Regions from separate parts of the Macaca mulatta genome. Here region 1 is linked to region 2. A link is a contact called in public Hi-C data. All regions are on one chromosome and are shown on one strand. Each heading gives the region's core, a stretch centred on a gene start, on an enhancer-like site or on the middle of the called end of the contact. The rest is flanking DNA. Distances are from core to core; before and after follow the strand shown.

Region 1 (6,797 bases), core at 3,914-6,413, 170 kb after region 2:
GTTCTCATTTGCAGTTCTGTATGTCTAATTTAAAAAGAGGGAACTGCATTAGCTAGTAAGCATAATTCATCTCAGAGGTAACTAACTTTTAAAACATTAGAGCTCAGTGTGTGTAGGGGGGTGAGTAATCCCTACCTCTCTCCTATAGTATTCATCCCCAAATGCTCCAATTTTTTCCAAATTGATAATTGGCTCCTCATTAACTTTACCTTCTGAATGAAGCTGGTGGAGATCTGCTATTGTACCCTTGGTGGTCAGACTCCTTCAGACCCTGAGATTCCAAATGATTCTGATCAACTCAACAAAATATGTCAATTTTGGGGTTTACTTTGTAAATCTGATCAAGGCTACAATAAACTGACAGAAAGATACACAAAAGCGTGCACACACGCATTGTTTGTATATGATTTTAGAGTGCCTAAGGACTCTGTGAAGCCCATGTATGGACTAGTTCCCAATGCTGTCTCATAAAACTTCCTGCAAGAGTAGCAATGTTCTATTTCTGTGCTTTCTGATGGAGTAGCTACTAGTCACATGTAGCTACCGAACACGTAAAATGTGGCTAGTATGTCTGAGGAAATGAATTCCTTAATTTTATTAATTGTGATTAACTGAAATAGGTACATATGCCTGGTGGCTACTGTACTGGATGGTGCAGCTTTAAATGCTCTATTTTGCATCCCCATCTTACTGCCTTCAATCCTGGCACTGATGCTGGGAGGAAGGAGATGAGAGGGGTTGGGGAGTACTGAGCATCCCAAGCAAGAGCACTGCTTCTACAGTACAACATGATGAAACAGCCTCATCATCTAGCAGGTCAGTGCATAGTGCAATGACTCAGGCGCTTAAAGGAACTTGGGCTTGAGACTTTCTACTTCTGCTGTAGAGTTCAGGACAAAGGACTGCAAGAAATTGGTCAAAAATAGAACTGCTACCCTCTGTAGGACTCAGAACTATCTGGGTCTCATGTACACAGTGTCTGGCCCAACTCTAATTTTTCAGTTGACACAAACAGATAATGTCCCTTTATGAAACCTCTTCCACAGTAAGCACCTATAAGTTGGATCTGGGGACTGGACTAGACTTAAGTAACCACTGACTGGAAAATAGGACAGGTCACTTACTGTTGCCGCCTCTTCCAGGGCCTGTTTGTTTCCTCCAAGGGCTTTAAAAAGAATGTTGTAGTTACTATTAGATTTTAACAATAAATCATCTGCCTAATAGTACCATTTATCTTTCTAAAACTGGTACAGCTCTTAGTCTAACATTCAAGGACCTTCACCATCTAATCTATTCTTTCTCCAAATTATATCCCAAATGTGCCACTGACTCTCAGGACTTGTTGCCATGGTACTTTGTATTTCCTCTGCCTGAAATTCTCCTCCGTACTTGATAAATTTCTAACTCATCCTTCAAAACTGAGCTCAAACATCACCCCCAAAATTCTGCTTATCTTTTTAAAAAATATATTTTAAATTTTATTTATTTTTGAGACAGAGTCTTGCTTTGTCACCCAAGCTGGAGTGGAGTGGTGCCACCTTGGCTGTCTCCTGGGCTCAACTGATCCTCTACCCTCAGACTCCCAAGTAGCTGGGACTACAGGCATGCGCCACCACATTTGGCTAATTTTTGTATTTTTTGTAGAGATAGGGTTTTGCCAAGTTGTCCAGGTTTTTTTTTTTTCAAATAGAGATGTGGTCTCCTGCTATGTTGCCCAGGCTGGTCTTGAACTCCTGGGCTCAAGTGATACTCCTGCCTTGGCCTCCCAAAGTGCTAGGATTACAGGTATGAAGCCCCACCCCATGCCCTGCCCTCTGCTTATTTTTCTTTAAAAAAAAAATGTGTTTTTATTTTAATTATTTTTTTAAAGTTTAAAGATAGGGTCTTGCTATGTTGCCCAGGCTGGTCTCAAATTCCCGGGCTCAAGCAATCTACCTGCCTCGGCCTCCCAAAGTGCTGGGATTACAGGTGTGAGCCACTGTGCCTAGCCTGCTTATTTTTCTATCTCAGTAGGTTGCTGCAAAGTGTGGAGTAAGTTGCTCACCCTCATCATACCCAGTAACCACTCAGAGCTTTTTAAACAGTCCATCCTTGCCTTGGACTGAATTCCAGAGATGATATCCTTTGCTTCTGGCAAAAATTTAGCAGTCAATAGAAGTACAGTAAATGTGTGTTGAATGAAAAGGTCTTTGTGAGATTTACATGTAGAATAAAAAGTTAGGTTAGATCCTCCTGCTAGAAACCCTCACAGTATCTTGTAAAACAGTTAAGATCTCAGGCTATGAAACCAGAATACCTGGGTTCAAACAGACTATTCCACTAACTAGCTTATGAGGCCTTGAGCAAAGTATCCAATTTCTCTGTGCCTTAATCTTGTCATTTAGAAAAATAGGGATATTATTAGTTATGAAGAAAAATTAGTTAATATATGTAAAACACTTGGTACAATGCCCATCCGGCATAGAAATCACAATATGCTCACTGACAACTACTCTATTCTATCTCCTTTGTAGTACCTATACTTTTAATTACATAATTGTATGTGGATTTTTCTAATAGCTCTTTTCTACTAACCTGTATGTTTCTGAAGGCAGAGACAATGTCTGTTTTATTCCCCAGTGCATCTTTAGCACCTAGCACTGTGACTCACACATGCTCAGTATTTGTAGAAATGAGCAAATGAATGGCTTAATATTAATAAATAAAAGGACAAGTCAAAAGGATCATTCAACGTCTAATATGTGAACAGAACATGCATTTCTATCCAGCAAGGAGACTACATGCTGGATAATTAATAATAAGGAAAACTTTTGCAACCCAGCAGAAAAGTACAGCCTCCTGCATTTCTCTGGACATTTAATAAGGGAGTGGGGAAGCAGGCTGGGATTTTTCTCTGGCCAGGAAAACTGATGTGCCTTTTTTTTTTTGAGATGGAGTTTCATTCTTGTTGCCCAGGCTGGAGTGCAATGGCGGGCTCTTGGCTCACCGCAACCTCCACCTCCCAGGTTCAAGCGATTCTCCTGCCTCAGCCTCCTGAATAGCTGGGATTAGAAGCATGCGCCACCACACCCGGCTAACTTTTTTTATTTTTAGTAGAGACAGGGTTTCTTTCTTTCTTTTTTTTTTTTTGTGAGATGGAGTCTCTCTCTGTCGCCCAGGATGGAGTGCAGTGGCCGGATCTCAGCTCACTGCAAGCTCCGCCTCCTGGGTTTACGCCATTCTCCTGCCTCAGCCTCCGGAGTAGCTGGGACTACAGGCACCCGCCACCACGCCCGGCTAGTTTTTTGTATTTTTTTTAGTAGAGACGGGGTTTCACCGTGTTAGCCAGGATGGTCTCGATCTCCTGACCTCCTGATCCGCCCGTCTCGGCCTCCCAAAGTGCTGGGATTACAGGCTTGAGCCACCACGCCCGGCCGAGACAGGGTTTCTCCATGTTGATCAGGCTGGTCTCGAACTCCTGACCTCAGGTGATCTGCCCGCCTCAGCCTCCCAAAGTGCTGGGATTACAGGCATGAACCACTGCGCCCAGCCTGATGTGCCCATTTTTAAGTTAGCAATTTCCATAAGCTGCATAAGGAGCTGCTTTGGGTTATTCTTTCATCTGAGCTCTGGTTAACTAACCATGTCATTTATTCATTCATTTTTAAATGGGTTGGGTAAAATATACATATTTTTTAAAAATACTATTTTCTGGCTGGGCACAGTGGCTGACTCCTGTAATCCCAGCACTTTGGGAGGCTGAGGCATGCAGATCACTTGAGGTCAGTAGTGCGAGACCAGCCTGGCCAACATGGTGAAGCCTCGTCTCTACTGAAAATACAAAAATCAGCAGGGCATAGTGGCAGGAGACCGTAATCCCAGCTACTCCGGAGGCTGAGGCAGGAGAATCACTTGAATACAGAAGGTGGAGGTTGCAGTGAGCCAAGATCGCACCACTGCACTGCACTCCAGCCTGGGTGACAGAGTGAGACTCTGTTCCAAAAAAATAAAATAAAATTCCTGATGTGTGAAAATTATGTGAAATTCACATTTCAGTGTATCCACAACTAAAATTTTATTGGAATACAGCCCATCCATGCCCATTCACTATAGCTGTTTTGGACCTGTAACAGCAGAGCTAAGTTGTCCGACAGAGACCCCTCCCACCGGCTCAAGTAGCCTAAAATATTTGCTACCTAGGCCTTTAGAGAAAAGGATGGAGACACATGACTTACGGAAGTGAGACAGAGAGTGAAAGGGTCTGCAATTTTCCATAAGTGGTCATGTCAGATTTCATTAAAAGGTGACATCTGAGCGAGTCCTTTCTGAAGGGTGTTACCTAACCCCACGGGGCTCCCGGCCTCCGCCCAGGGAAGCTCTCCAGCTCTTACCGAAGTAGTCAAGCCAGTTCATCTGGCGCAGCGCCTTGGGGAGCCGCAGGATCTCGATGTTGTAGAGGTTATCCACCTCCTTGAGGAGGTTCTGCCTGTCTGACTCAATTTGCTTGATTCGTATTTCCACTGCGGGAGGGCAGAGCCGACAGGACACGGGTCACGGGGCGGGTGAATGTGTGCAGCTCGTGTCCCCACCCGCCAGCATCCCGCGACCGCCCCAGGAGGCCGCGACGGCCTGGCCCCTTTACCTTCACGGTCGAAGTCTTTCAGAAAGGAGGCGAGCTTCCGCCTCCGTAAGGAGTTGATCTTGGCCACCCGACTACTGCCCTTCCTAGGAGCCATGGCGCTCGGCGGAGGCTGCGGGGAGCGGCGGAGATGGGGCAGGGAGGCAAGGAACCAGGTAGGGACCAGGAGGGCGGATGGGGACCACCCGAATAAGTCGCCAGGCACGTACCTCCGGTCTCGCGACAAGGACTGAGTAAAACCTCGCTATGCCAGTGAGAGAGAGCGGCTCTACCGTCAACCGCCACCTAATTCAAACTCCACAGCCACAGGCTGACGAATGAGAAACCGCCGTCCCACAGTATCCAATCACAAGCAAGTTCCTACCTGCCCGGGGTCTCCCGCCCAATGCGCTCCCTATAGCCGGAGTGCGTCAGCGCGGGCGCCGCCGTCGCGGGTGCTCCTGGGAGTTGTGGTCCAGGCTTGTTTCCCCGCCCTCCCCACCAACCCACCCGGCTCCGCCCTGGCCGGCTGCAAACTATACAAACTGCGACTCCCGGCAGGCCTTGCGGCGGGTCCTCATTACCCCAATCTCTGGAGGGCTAGGAGCGGGCTAGGTCAGGTCGGCTGTAGGATTCTGCTCCGGGGCCGGCGGCTGCTTCTTCCAGGCCTGGCTGCCACTGAGTAGCCGAGGGGCCGCCGTGACACTCTGACTGATTGACTGGTTGGCTGCCTACGTCGGCGCTCCTCAGGGCCCCAAGCTCCCCAGGCCGAACTTGGGGCAAGTGGAGGGTCGGCGGAGACAGAGCAGCCCCGACAGGGTTTGGAAGGGGTCGAGGCGGAATGACAGGGGAGCGGGGCCGGGGTGCAGGCTTTGGGGTGGGCGCGCCAGCCCGTGGCCAGTTTGGGCAGCGAGTGGGGAGAACCCTCTTGTTCCTCGCTTGCCCGCGGGGCGGCCACTCCCGTCCAGTTCGCGTCTTGGCGCCTCGACTGGGTGTGCAGCGCGGGGCCGCGACTTCAGGTGCGAGTAGTGGCGCTTGGCAGCTGCCCACGCGGTGACTGCAGCGTGAGCCGCGGCCACCACACTCCAGGGAGCCCAGGGCGGGAGGCAGCTCTGGGTGTTCTGGCCGTGGGCCTGGGAATGGGCGTGTAGACCTCGAACCCCGCTGAGCCGCAGTCCTGTCGGAAGTGCTAACTGTGCATCTTTGCATCTGCCCACAGCCACAGGGTTGGATTGCTCAAGGGTTGTGCTGAGACCCAGCAAGGCTAGAGGCTAGTTTCGAAGCTGTAGCTCAGGCTGAGTCTCAAGGCGGGCGACGACTGGACGGCCAGACCGGCGAGCTCTTGACAGGTTTGTGGCCTGATTGTTTGGATTTGGTGCTTTTCACCTGTGGATGCGGAATGAAGCCATGTCAGAGGGGTTGTTTGTGTTTAAGCGTGCATGTTATAGGCTATGGGAGTGATAATCTTGCCTCTCCCCCTCTGAGTTCAGGAACAATCAAAGAAATAAGCAAAGGTGCCAAGCAGGCTCCTGATGGGCACCAGCGAGCTTGGGGACAGAGCAGTCCAAGCATAGAAACCCTGGCAAGCCTGGCCCTTCCTAGAAAGTCCTTTCTCTCTCTCTTCCACCCTGGTTTGTTGCTCCATATACAAAAAATATTTGAATGTCGCTCTTCCGCCCAAGGTCAGCCCTGGGCAGTGGGTGGTGGGGGTGACACCCGAGTCTGCTGGGTGCCTAAGGATCTCCATCAGTTAGATGGCCAAGATGAGAGGGGACGACAACCCGTACCTCATGTAGGCTTTCCCGCAGCAGGTGTTTTTATGATGGGCAAATTGGGCTTCCAGCCTCTCGGTTTCAGGGTTTCCTTCACCCGACTCCCCAATGTGCCCGACCTCCCTGGGCACCTAGGATGTCCACCTGCATCTCAGCCAGAGCTGCCACGTCAGGAGCCCGTGATTCACTAGTTTTTGCCAGTTGGTTGTGATACACAATGTCAAAAGTGTCATTAAGGCACAGCCGAAGGCGCAAGCTGAGAGGAAAAGACTCCACAGTTAAGAGGACATGCCACCACTGCCACCCAATTTAAACTGCCGCAGGCTGACAAATGAGAAGTCGCCGTGTTTGGACGGTCCCAACATCCAGTCCCAAGGAAGCTTCAAGCCGAGTGGCCAATCCACATGTTGGACTACAGTACCCAGAAG
Region 2 (7,106 bases), core at 3,333-5,832:
GCCACTTGACAAATAATTCAGTGAACAAAAGACAAATGCCAGTTCTTTCTCTTTCAGGTCATTTCTACTCTCCCCACATTCTACAGAAATGTCTTCCACTACTTGATGGCGTTTTTACAAGAACTGCTGAAAAATTCAGCAAAAAATCATTTGGATGAGAATATTCTAGGTAAGCAGCCAAATGTCTATGGAAAGCATTTCTGCAAACTGAGAGACTCGTAATGAGAAATGAGGTTGAGGAGGATCCCAGGTCCCTTGCAGTAGAACTAAAATGGCAAGCTCTGGGCAAAGATTTTTTAAAGCAGAAAGTTTTGCATTTGGACACTCCTCCCTACTCCTAACAACACAAGAATAAGTATAGTCATGGGCTGGGTGTGGTGGCTCACACCTGTAATCCGAGCACTTTGTGAGGCTGAGGTGGGCGGATCACCTGAGGTCAGGAGTTTGAGACCAGCCTGGCCAACATGGTGAAACCCCACCTGTACTAAAAATAAAAAAATTATCTGGGTGTGGTGGCGCATGCCTGTAATCCCAACTAAACGGGAGGCTGAGTTGGGAGAATTGCTTGAAACCGGGAGGCGGAGGCTGCAGTGACCCGAGATGCCACTGCACTCCAGCCTGGGCAACAGACTGAGACTCCATCCCCCCGCCCCCCAAAAAAAATATAGTCATGTACCATATATCATCTTGGTCAACAAAGGACCACATATATGATGGAGGGCCAATAAGATTATAATACTGTGGTTTTGTGTGTGTGTTTGTGTATGCGTGTGTGTGTGTGTGCTTAAGAAAGTCTCACTCTGTCAGCCAGGCTGGAGTGCAGTGGTGTGATCTCAGCTCACTGCAACCTCCACCTCCTGGGTTCAAGTGATCCTTCTGCCTTGGCCTCCTGAGTAGCTGGGATTATAGGCGCTTGCCACTATGCCTAGCTTTTTAATTAAATTTAATTAATTAATTAATTTTTTTAGAGACGGAGTCTCGCTCTGTCGCCAGGCTGGAGCGCAGTGGCGTGATCTCAGCTCACTGCAACCTCCACCTCCCGGGTTCAAGCAATTCTCCTGCCTCAGCCTTACAAGTAGCTGGGACTACAGGCGTGCACCAGCACACCCAGCTAATTTTTGTATTTTTAGTAGAGACAGGGTTTCACCATGTTGGCCAGGATGGTCTCAATCTCTTGACCTCATGATTCCGCCTGCCTCGGCCTCCCAAAGTGCTGGGATTAGAGGGCTGAGCCTCCGCGCCCGGCCCTTTTTTTTTTTTTTTTTTAAGGGCAGTGACCAGCCCAACGTGCCCACCCTCCCTGCTGCGGGATGGGAGAGGGCTGGGAGCCAGATGGCCACCCCGGCCCTCACAGCCACCGCTTGGACAGGGGCCACAGGGCCACACCCTCCAATGCCCACACCTCAGCCATCCCTACCACGCTCATGGAACCTTGTCTCAGCCTGGGGACGAGCCCCCACTGGGGACAGGGGGTGGTGGGGGGAGGAGGCGGGAACCAGAGAGGCAGGACACCAAGCAGGGCCGTCTCCCCTACAACCTCCCAGCCTCAGCCACCTCTGACACAGCACCATTCCCATTGGAAAGCCCACTGGCAGGACAGGCTAATTTTTGTATTTTTAGTAGAGATGGGGTTTCATCATGTTGGCCTAGCTTGGTCTTGAACTCGTGGCCTCTAGTGATCTGCCTGCTTTGGCTTCCCAAAGTGCTGGGATGACAGGTGTGAGCCACCATGCCCGGCTCATAATACCGTATTTTTGATGTGCCTTTCCTATGTTTAGATATATTTGGATATACACATACTTAGCACTGTGTTACAACTGCCTGTAGTATTCAGTATAGTAACATGCTGTACAGAAGCCTAGGAGCAATAGACTATACCATATAGAATTGTGTAAGTACAAGTGTAAGTTTGTGAAAGTTTAAGTACACTCTATGATGTTTGCACAATGACGAAATCACTTAATGACACATTTCTCAGAACATATCCCTGTTGTTAAGTGATGTGTGTCTTTAGTACCTTCTTTTGCTGAATCGTTTCTTTTCTGTGTTTTTTCTTGCAGCTAGCATATTTGGCAGCTTATTGCTTCGAAACCCAGCTGGTCACCAAAAGCTTGATATGACAGAGAAGAAAAAGGCTCAAGAATTTATTCACCAGTTCCTCTGCAACCCACTCTGAGCCTCTATATCTCTCCTCCTATTTTACTTGAGGCTGCCAATTACCAGCCCCACCTGTTTCAGCTCAAGAGCTCCCTTAAGATAATTATGTGAGGCCACTTGGTAGCAAGAATGGCAGCTATTTCCTGAGCCTAGTACCCTGACTAAGCTCACCATTGGTTAGCACACTCAGTGCTGTGAGTCGTGAAGACACGGGAGAAAATCCACCATAATAAAACTGACATTCAATTTTCAACTTTAGTTATTTAACACAGATTGATCTTTTTTTTGAGATGGAGTTTCACTTTTGTTGCCCAGCCTGGAGTGCATTGGCGTGGTCTTGGTTCACTGAACCTCTGCCTCTCGAGTAGCTGGGATTATAGGCGTCTGCCACCACGCCTGGCTAATTTTTTTGTATTTTTAGTAGAGATAGGGTTTCACCATGTTGGCCAGGCTGGTCTCGAATGCCTGGCCTCAGGTGATCCAGGCCTCCCAAAGTGCTGGGATTTCAGGTGTGAACCACCACGCCTGGCCTAAAATGTTTTTAAATAACTGTATTTGTTGTACTCACTCACCCTACCTCCAGGGCATAGTCAGTGCCTTCCCTATAGCCTGGGCTGAGATCCCTATGAGCAGATATTTGATGGAAAGTCATGAAAGGCCAATGAGTTGGATGGCAAGAATGCAGGCAGAAGCTGCTGGGTGAAACAGGCCACAGCCACCCCAGATGCTTTCAGTGCTCTGAGGACGTGTATATGCATATGCAAACTCTACCCCCGTTCCTGCCCAGATAATGGCTCGATAACTCTAAAGCTGGTTGCTCAGCCTCTGAGGGCAATACAGGCATTTAAAAAATTAAAATGACCAGGCACAGTGGCTCACGCCTGTAATCTCAGCACTTTGGGAGACTAAGGTGGGAGGATCACTTGAGACCAGGAGTTTGGGACCAGCCTGGGCAACACAGGGAGACCCCATCTCTACAAAAACATTTTTAAAAAATTAGCTGGGTGTGGTGATGCATACCTGTGGTGCGTTACTTGGGAGGCTGACGTGGGGTGGCTCACTTGAGCATAGGAGCTTGAGGCTGCAGTGAGCTATGAACACATCACTGTACGCCAGCCTGGGTGAGAGAGGGAGACCCCGTCTCTAAAAATGTAAAATCACTGAAAAAATGAGTGTTCGGTGAAACAAGTGGGATTTTCTGGGTCAGCAAGTCTTCCAAACTGTATATAATGCTTCCCGTCTCCGTGTGTAATATATTTTAATGATAAATGTATTTTTAACAGTGGTGGTTGTATATGTTTTTCTCTCTTAAGAGACGGCAGTTCGCTGCAGCTGGACTTTGTGGCTCAAGCCTTGGGGCCAAAGAGATATATTCCTGGCAGTCTGGTGGGTACCGGTCACTATTCACATATTTCCAGCAAGAAATGGTTATGGCACTGGCCTGAACCCCTTGACCCCTGGTCTAGTCTTTGGAGTTGTCCCACTCTGAATATTCGAGAGAAGCAGCTTATGGTTAAAACAGGCAGTGGCAGCTGGGAGGATCTAACAGCTAGATCCTCCAGGCATTTGGAAAGGACAGGGGCATAACGAAGGCACATGCAGAATCGCTTCCTGGGTACGAATGCCCACTACTGGGCACTGTAAAATGGGTTTAAGACACGGGCCAGCAGAACAATGTGAAAGGTTAAAGAAGGGAGTGGCCGGTAGGTGGCGCTAACTGGCCCGGGCATGAGTCCCGCCGAAGCTGCGTCCTCTTGCAGGGGAAGAAAGTTGGGACCGCCAGCCTGGGCCAGAGTGTGAGAAGACAGCTGGGCGTCCTAGGCAAGCGCGTGAGAAGGGAAGAGGCGGTGGCGTCCTCTCTAGCTGGGCTCAGAATACTCTTAGTTCTGCCTTTGGGGTCTTGTCTTCCTTTCTGGGCCTCCCGTCTGTGTTAACTTTGATGGGTGCTGAAGGGAAGGCCGAGGCCCCGGCGGGAGAAACCTGGGCACGTCGCGGTCGTCCAGGCTCCCCTGGCGGGTTGGAGCCAGGGTTCCGACTGCCAACTGTGGTCCTTCCCGCTGCTGCTGTGGCTGCCAGGGCGAGGGCGGGCAGCGCAAACCTGGCTGAGGACATTTCGGATCCTTCCTTGGGGATTCGTTCCCTTCTCCTTGATTCCAGTGCCGCGAGGGCGACACCCTGCGGGCCGCCCGTGACACCCCGGGCGCTTCCCCACGCGAATAAACTCACCTTCTGGGCGCCTTCCCCTCGGTGCCCCGCCCCGCCCCTCCCGCTCGCCAATTGGAGGCTGCAGCTCAGCCCCCTGACAACCTGAGCCAACCAGAGGCGCCAGGGAGGGGCGGATCCGCTGTCCCCTCCTTCCTCCGGAAAGCGGAAGCGGAAGTGACGTTAGGGGAAGGTGGGGGCAATCATGGTGCCGCTGGGGAGGGGAGAAGCTGCTGCTGCCGCCGTTGCCGGGAGCCGCGGAGGTAAAAGGCGAAACTAGACTTGGCCTGGGCTTGGGACTTACCGGGGGGCGCGGGACTTAGGCTCCCTCCTGAAGCATTTCCCAATAGAGACCTCAGTCTGGTCACCATAGGGACCCCACCCCTTCTCCGTTTCCATGGGGATGGGTATCCAGCCCCCCTTTCCTGTTTCCATGGAGACCCGGACCCTGCCCCTCTCCTCGGTGCTTGGAGACCCCCAGCTTGTCTTCGGGTTTTTCTGTGTAGCGCTGTGCTGGGGGCTATCCCAGACAGGCTCCTTTTCCCAGCCTTCTCTCAAGGGGGCTCCGTTCGCACTCCTCGTTGGCTACCTTCAAACCTCCTGGTCTTGTTTGTTCCGGACAGTTGGTCTCCGCGTTGCCGCCGAGGGTGCCCGGGCAGCCCACTGGGGTCCTCGGTGCTCTCTTCTCTCTTCTCAGATGCAGCGAAATGTACATCTGTGGGGTTGCGTAAGCCAGAACTAGGGGTCGGGCCGGTACCTCCCGGATCCGATTCTTTGGCCTGTTTCTGGTAACTGTCTAGCCACCCCACTAAGTAAAGGCTCACTTTCTAACCCAGAGCAGAAGAGAAAGATAAAATGCAAAGCCAGACTGAAAACTAAAAGGGATGTGCTGATTATTTTAAAATTTTCTGTTCTGCCTGCCAGACCCACATTTGTAGAGCCTGTGTTTGCAGATGAAGGAAGAATCACTATTCCAGAACATGAAAGCTTCAAATGTGGTATTTTTCTCAAGAGAATGTATCTTCCCAAGATAGTATATCTTCACGAGAGAGTATGTCGCCATGTCTTTCATTCATTTAGCTGACATTTGTGTCAGTGTACTATGCTAGGGGCTGTAGAAACAAAAATAATAAGACTCAATTCATTCAGGGACGAGAGCCCACTATACAACCATAACTTCTTGTTAACACCATATTGGACATAAATAGATACAGTGATCTTCATTGTTTGTGCCTGACTGGGGATTAGCCCTTCAACCCAGAAGGTTGAAACATCTGTTCTAGGTAGGAGGGAAGAAATTCACACTTGTTCCTCTACTATTTACCAAACATTGTGCTTTACATATGTTGCCTCTTTTATTCCTTATAAAAACTTTGAGAGAACAGGAATTACTAGTCCCACCTTGCACATAAGAAAAATGAGGCACAGAAAAGTTACCCATGTAGTAAAAGGCAAAGCCAGGATTTGTAGGTAGATGACTCTGCCTCCAAAGCCTTGCTCCTTCTACCATAAACTACATGAAACCATTTACTGCTTCGTGGTCTGATTTGGAGGGCATTTGAGTGGAGTTTCTCTTAAGATTTGTAGCAACTCAGCCTTTAAGCAGCTACTGTTCTGTTTGCTCTTTTGTCCCCTTTAAATATTTTGACCAAGTTTCAAATTGTTTGACAGGCGTATTCAGAGGGTCTTATGAACTTATTACTTCAATTTTTGAAAAGCTCTTTTCTTTTCTTTTCCTTTCTTGTAGAGATGGAGGTCTCACTATGTTGACCAGGCTGATCTCAAACTCCTGGCCTCAAGCGATCCTCCCATCTCAGCCTCCCAAAGTGCTGGGATTACAGGCGTGAGCCACCACGCCCGGCCAGCATTGCTTTTCTTTAAAAATGACTTGATGGGCCGGGCGCGGTGGCTCACGCCTGTAATTCCAGCTCTTTGGGAGGCCGAGGTGGGCGGATCACGAGGTCAGGAGATCAAGACCACGGTGAAACCCAGTCTCTACTAAAAATACAAAAAATTAGCGAGGCGTAATGGCGGGCACCTGTAGTCCCAGCTACTTGGGAGGCTGAGGCAGGAGAATGGCGTGAACCCGGGAGGCAGAGCTTGCAGTGAGCCGAGATCGCGCCACTGCACTCCAGCCTGGGCAACAGAACGAGAGTCTGTCTCAAAAAAAAAAAAAAAAATGACTTGATGGTTTTAAAGTTAAAATAAAAAAAAAATTATTTCCAAGGATGGTTTTTCATTTGCTTTAGCTTGCTCTTTAAATGAGAGGGAAAATGAACCTTGTGGTTGCTGAGGAGCTGCGTGGGTCTTGTGGTATGACTCTTAACTCTGGCTTTGTTCTGTTGCAGACAAGTCATTACGTTTTCATTTCTCACAATTGGGCTGAGCACAACTGAACCATGGGGGAACACAGTCCAGACGACAACATCATCTACTTTGAGGCAGAGGAAGATGAGCTGACCCCTGATGATAAAATGCTCAGGTTTGTGGATAAAAACGGACTGGTGCCTTCCTCATCTGGAACTGTTTATGATAGGACCACTGTTCTTATTGAGCAGGACCCTGGCACTTTGGAGGATGAAGATGATGACGGACAGTGTGGAGAACACTTGCCTTTTCTAGTAGGGGGTGAAGAGGGCTTTCACCTGATAGATCATGAAGCAATGTCCCAGGGTTATGTACAGCACATTATCTCACCAGATCAGATTCATTTGACAATAAACCCTGGTTCCACACCCATGCCAAGA

The links. Hi-C and Micro-C count contacts between places; a contact is called where the count stands out from the background.
Region 1: a contact with region 2 is called in a Hi-C map of liver, with 6 times the contacts expected there. The contact joins the promoter of AIRIM here to the promoter of MTF1 in region 2. A contact is called at or near these places in 2 of 14 Hi-C or Micro-C datasets (cortical neurons and liver).

What each region holds. Positions count from the first base shown.
Region 1 is chr1:203,097,261-203,104,057 of T2T-MMU8v2.0, forward strand. It overlaps AIRIM (AFG2 interacting ribosome maturation factor), which reads left to right and starts at 5,164. Exons shown (of 7, transcript XR_013403967.1): 1 at 5,164-5,376; 2 at 5,817-5,946; 3 at 6,693-6,797. It overlaps CDCA8 (cell division cycle associated 8), which reads right to left and starts at 4,937. Exons shown (of 11, transcript XM_001115347.5): 1 at 4,828-4,937; 2 at 4,622-4,730; 3 at 4,371-4,499; 4 at 1,125-1,165. The coding sequence starts at 4,715.
Region 2 is chr1:202,922,938-202,930,043 of T2T-MMU8v2.0, forward strand. MTF1 (metal regulatory transcription factor 1) reads left to right here and starts at 4,583. Exons shown (of 11, transcript NM_001257795.1): 1 at 4,583-4,622; 2 at 6,708-7,106. The coding sequence starts at 6,759. It overlaps INPP5B (inositol polyphosphate-5-phosphatase B), which reads left to right. Exons shown (of 25, transcript XM_015135734.3): 24 at 58-169; 25 at 2,061-3,442. The coding sequence ends at 2,176.